Regions from separate parts of the Gossypium hirsutum genome. Here region 1 is linked to region 2. Evidence: chromatin contacts called from public Hi-C data. All regions are on one chromosome and are shown on one strand. Each heading gives the region's core, a stretch centred on a gene start, on an enhancer-like site or on the middle of the called end of the contact. The rest is flanking DNA. Distances are from core to core; before and after follow the strand shown.

What was found. A called contact is a pair of places that touch in the nucleus more often than the background predicts.
Region 1: a contact with region 2 is called in a Hi-C map of leaf, with 4 times the contacts expected there. The contact joins the promoter of LOC121213665 here to the promoter of LOC107922163 in region 2. A contact is called at or near these places in 7 of 34 Hi-C or Micro-C datasets (callus, hypocotyl and leaf).

The regions. Positions count from the first base shown.
Region 1 is chrD01:46,240,152-46,243,336 of Gossypium_hirsutum_v2.1, forward strand. It overlaps LOC121213665 (myosin-binding protein 2), which reads left to right and starts at 1,255. Exons shown (of 4, transcript XM_041086545.1): 1 at 1,255-3,106. The coding sequence starts at 1,792.
Region 2 is chrD01:45,976,220-45,979,123 of Gossypium_hirsutum_v2.1, forward strand. It overlaps LOC107922163 (phosphoglucomutase, cytoplasmic), which reads right to left and starts at 1,557. Exons shown (of 18, transcript XM_016852050.2): 1 at 1,353-1,557; 2 at 1,158-1,252; 3 at 202-283. The coding sequence starts at 1,235. It overlaps LOC107922164 (a long non-coding RNA gene), which reads left to right and starts at 1,653. Exons shown (of 2, transcript XR_001691195.2): 1 at 1,653-2,384; 2 at 2,530-2,868.

The DNA of each region.
Region 1 (3,185 bases), core at 5-2,504, 260 kb after region 2:
CTATAATTACTATTACTATTTCTCTTTTCGATATTTCTTAACATAAAAATACATTCCTCAATCGTTAAATTAAATGATCAGTTAGAGTTTGGATAATATTTCTCTTATTCTTTTAAGTGCAATAACCTTTAGGTAAACAAAATTATATTGTAAAATTTAGTTGGCATTCGTAAAAAAGAAATTATACATAGGATCAAATGTTGAATATATTACACTACTTTCTTTAATGTATTTAGATGGAAAATAATATTCAAATATTTCTTTATAGACATATAAGGTTATTTAAAAGCATATTTTATTAAATTCTTTTTGTTATACAAATAAATTTAGTTTTTTTTATTATATTTTAATCTCAATTTTCATAAGATTATGTTAAATTATTCTAATTCTTATTTTTATTACAAATTGTTTGCTAATAAGTAAATATATAATGTTGAAAAAAATTATAAATTATAATTATAATAATTTATGAAATTTACTGTTAACAAAAAGAGATTTTCTTTTTGAGGGTTAGAGTTTTTTTTTAGTTAGAATAAAATTTTATTTGAAAATAAAAATATTAAATTGATCAAAATAATAAAAATAAATAGTAAGTTGATTCAAAATTTAAGTTTACGCCTATAATTTAAGAATACATGGTAATAAGATTATAGGTATATTATTATATCCTTAAACTATTTGAGAATGTGAACAATAATAGGTTGAGAATCAAAATAACTTAATTTCATTATAGGTTGTAAGCTAATTTAGTGTTTTTATTTTTAAGAAATCCAATAAAATTATACATACTAAATATATTAATAAAATTTTAATTTACCATTTAATTAAAACTTTATTTTAATATTTTTATGCATTTTACTTTTATTATTCATCTATCTGTAGTTGATAAAATATCTAGTATATAGCAGTATAGGTAAATATACTTGTAAATTTTGAAGAAAAAAAGAAAAGAAAATAAAAGAAAAGAAGAGCAAGTTTAAGGAATCCAAAGCTAGAAACTGAAATTCAAGAGTCCATTTCTTTTCTCACACAAAGGAATAGTATGGCAGAGATAAAAAGGATAAATAGTGTCCACGAAAAACAGAGTTAAAAGGAGCAGGAAGAACATGAAGCAGCAGCAACCTGTCCTAAATGGAGCCCACTTTTAACTTTGAGAGTGGTCTCCACCAACCCATTGGTAAGGTTGGTGGGGCCTCCCATTTTCTTTGTCCCAAACAAAACAACACCAGACTGGAGGGACTGTAAGGGTGGGGGCTGCCATAGCTGGCTACCTCTACCCCTTCCATTAATCCATTGGCATCAACCTTAAGCTTAAGCTAAATGAAAATTTATCACTTAAAACAAATATCAGTTTAGTTGTTTAAGATCCCAATAGTTGCTTAATTCTGTCAAAAAAACAACCAAGGAAAATAAATTCCTTTATTTACTCTGACTCAAACCTTTTTCAATGTTTTTTAGTTTTTATTTTTGTTTTTGTGGAAAATGATTTCTATGGGTTGATTTTCCTCAGGGTTTCAGTCTTCTTTGGCTGTCACTTTCCTATTCAAAACCGCCTTTTATGATTTCCAAGTCTGAAAAAATATAATACCCATTTCTTTAGACTTTCCGATTCTTCTCTCCCTTATTGAAAAACCATTTCAATGTCACTTCTTTTTCATTCTCCATAACTCTTTTTATCTTAAGCTCTTTCGTCTTCTTCTTATCTAACAACTTCTTCTCTTTTTTTTTTTTTGTTTCTGTTTTGTCCCTTTTCTCCTCTCTGTACATAGCAGAAAACACAGAGCATCATTAATGGCTGCCAACAAATTTGCTACCATGTTGCATAAAAACACTAATAGGATCACTCTTATTCTTGTCTACGTCTTACTAGAATGGATTCTGATCGTTCTCCTCCTTTTGAATTCACTGTTTTCTTATCTGATCATCAAGTTTGCTGATTACTTTGGTCTTAAAAGGCCCTGCCTTTGGTGTTCTAGGCTTGATCATATCTTTGAGCCATCAAAGTACAAATCATATAGAGATCTTGTGTGTGATGATCATGCCAATGAGATTTCTAAATTGGGTTTTTGTTCAAATCATCGGAAACTCTCTGAATCTCGAGATATGTGTGAGGATTGCTTGTCCTCGTCGCCGTCGGAGAATGGTGATGATGAAGTGATGGAAAACGGCGATGAGGATTTCAAGTGTTCTTGTTGTGGTGTCATGGTGGAGAAAAAGTGGAATCTTCCTTGTTTCATGATTAAACCTTCCTGGGAGGTTTTGGATTATCCCCAGGAAGGAAATTTAATCACTGAAGGTGGAGAAAAAGTTGAGGGTATTATTGCAGATGAGGGTAATGCTTCAGATGGAATCAGATCAGATTTTGTGGCTGGTGATCATAAAGATGAACAGATGATTGAAGAAAACAAGAGAGTTGGCATCATTTCTGATGATGAAGGTATTGAACCAAGGGAAGTGGAAAAAGAGGAGTTTTCATATTTTGTTTCTAGTTTTGATTGCAACCAAGTGGCTGCTAATGGAGATGAAGACGATGTGGTTATAGAGAAAGATCAATCTTCAGTGGATGAAGGAGACTTAACTGTGTCAATGGCTGACCAGGGGTTAACTCAAGTCACTTGTGCCAAAGAGGAGTCTCCTGAAATTCTGAACAAGCATCTGGAGTTTTATATCGGGGGGGATGACTGCCATTTGATTCCAGTTGAATTGATGGATTCTACTGCTATGAGAAGCCAAAAAATATACGAGTTCACAGAGGAAGATGAAGACGTTGCTGGTACTGGAGATGTTATTTTGGACTTTGATTTGCAGCAACCTGGGACACGAGTGGAGTTGGTTGTGGAGAATGGTTGCAGTTCAGCGGAGAAAGTGACACCCCTTTCACCCCATGTGAGTGAAGAGGAAACCATTGATGCAGTGGATGAACCAATGGAGCCTAATGGCAAGGAGGGCTTTTCAACTCCTGCAGTGGAGCTAGATTTGATGGAGAAGGAAGATGATCAACATGTTGCTACCACTCAAGCAAATATGCCCTCCTTGAATGAAGCTGATGATGTTCAACCAAATGCCACAACAAGAGAAGAGGAAATCGATTTAGATGTTAATCAAGGTACTTGCTTAATCCAATTTGATATAAATTTTTACCAAATGCCTATTATTGAACTATTAAAGACTAAAGTTTTTTGCAA
Region 2 (2,904 bases), core at 307-2,806:
TTTCATAAGAGTTTCCCTAATATAACAAAGCACACAATCTAAGCAAGCCTCACATAAATGGATGTACGTAAAGTGAATCCTTAGTTCCAAGATTTTAAGAGCATAGTTAAAGAGCCACATTATGCCTCTAAATATTAAAAAGTAAAAATTACCAAGTACATTTAGCATACAAAAAGGCATAGCATCAACAAAAACCCTTACCTCTAACTTTTTCTGGTGTAAGGGCATTGAATGTTGACTGAACGAAATTTTGCAAATAATGAGGCTGAATGAAAACTTTCACCTGGACAGGTCAAAACACCACAGTATACAATTAAAAGAAAAACATGTAAATCAATATGCAGAGGCATATTGTAAGAAAATATAGAAAACTGTTTATGTTCCATATCACTCAAGTTGCAAATAACCTGAACTTTGACACGGATTTTAGCAACATGTAAAAAATGGACTTCGACAATGAAGGAAACTATTAATCTAATTACCTATCATGCGTAAGAACACTGTACAGAATACTGGTCAAACAATATAAGTAAGACCTGAAGAACTATTAAGTAGTATTAATTTTTTAGCATCAGTTCCAGAGTATTAAAAATTAAAACCCATAACGGGCAACAGGCATCCAAAACATCAACAATTAGGAATTATATAATCATTTAAATATAGAAATACGATCTAAATATAAAACAAACCACCAGAAACCATATAAATATAGTTATTAGATTCATGAGAAACTATGAGCTGAAATGGAATCAAGCATTAAAATTTTACCTCAAAAAAAAAAAAAAACAAAGAACTAAATTTAAATAATGAATGAACTTGATTCAGATCCAGAATAGAAAAGAAAAGGAAAATAGATCATAATTAAGTTAAAACTTCAAATAGCAAATAGATCAGCACCGAAAATGATAATATCCATGTCTCTCTTCGGTTACATGTTATAGAAGTAAATCTTAATCTATGAAAATGAAGTTCAATATATAGTTTACGAGATCATCTAATTCAACGAGAAGACCTTGCAGCAGGCATCAATCAAACGGATTAAATTGATCTAAAATTAAATTGGAGTGATATAACAGAAGATCGAGATATCGTATAACGATCAAAGTAAAGGAAATGAAGAAGGAAATGAAGAAGGACGATTAAGAAGCAAAAGGAACCTTCTTACGGAGGCCAGAAGTTCCAGGCTTCTGGCCGTCGATCGGCGTCGTCGAGACTTTGGAAACCTTGAACACCATTTCTTTGCTTTCTACGACTGCCATGCAACACAATTCAATCAATGCGAATCTCTTAACTCTTGATAAATAAATATGTAAATATTAAAAAAAATGAAAAGAGAGAGAGAGAGAGCTCACTCGTTGGGGAGATCAAATTGAAATGCGTTAGTTTTGAGAATAAGCTGGCAAAGTGAGGAAGTGACCCGTATTACCTTCTTTTTAATAATATATTGTTTCTTTTTCTTTTTTGATATGAAGTGAAAGAAACGCGAACGGTGAAGATTGAGGCCAGGATGAGATTAGACAGGGGGCGATTTGAAACCTCACGTATTCTCCCTTGTTTGGGATGAATAAAGGAGATCTACTTCAAACTTTTTTACTCCACAATAGAGCTGCTCATGGGCCGGGCGGCCCGGCCCGGCTCAGCCCGATAGCCCACCTAAAATTTAGGAGGATTTAGGTAAAAATATAGGCCCAAAATATGGGTTTGGGTAGAAAAAAAAACCCGTTTAAAAAACAGGCTGGACCTCGGACAAAATTTTTTTGGCCCGGTTCGGCCCGAAAATATATTAAATATATATTTTTTAATTTATTATTACATTTACATTTTACATTTCCCATTTCCCCTCCTTATTTTCCTGACCCCGTTTAGACTTCAGATACAAATCCCTAATCCCTTCCCTCCGCCCTTTTTTTCCCCCAAATCGAAAACTCACCTCCACCGATCCACCATCTCACCTTCAGTGTTCGGTCCTCCATGACTCCACCTCTACAACTCTAGCAGAATTTGACCAAAATTTAATCATTTTACTAGGTGGCGTTGTTGTTCTCTTCAGTTCGATTCTTCTGCAACTTCCGACCCAAACCCTTCAAATCAACAAGTTCAAGGTAACATGCTTCGATTCTTCTTCACTTTAGTTTTCATTTCAATTGAAATTTTCGAGCTTTACATTTTAATCATGTACTTAAGAGAAGGCCGCTCTTTATTGCTGAGTTTAGTGACGGTGACATGCTTCGATTTTTAACTATTTGTTGCCATGTTTTCCACCAAGAATGCATTGATCATTGGCTTGAATCACATAAAAGATGCCCAGTTTGTCGTTAAGAGTTAGATGTGACTAGTAAATCAATAGTAAATCCCTCAAATCTCTAAAATCTCAAGTTTTACAGGTTAGAACATTTCCCCCTTTTTTGTAATATTCTTTACTTTTTATTGATTCTTTTGTTTCAATTTCCTGTTATGAGTGATTTATTGATTGTTTTATTATGTTTGTTTTGATCTGATCTTATCGTTTTGGTGATTGTTGTTGAACAGGTGATCGGGGATTTTGATCTCAAAGAGTTCATCATGTTTAATCGACTGTTCAGGAAACCTAAGCAGGAAACAAATGCTCTAACCACGTTAGAAAAATTAAACGAGGTGTAGTATTTGATTTTCTTTTATTTTTTCACTTTAATTGGCAAACCAGTTATTTATTTTTGTATTTCTCTTGCTTTGTTTGAGTTCAAAAATTTTTGCAATAAATGTAACAGTTTTTTGCAATATATGGAATTCATTTGTTATACTTAAAGAACAACTTATCTAGTATTGTTATTTAGTTGAAGAGAAGGGTTTCAAAGATAAAAGGAATGAATATCTCTTTTATCGTGTATACATATTCCTTGCTGATCTCGCTAAAAGTTGATGCTA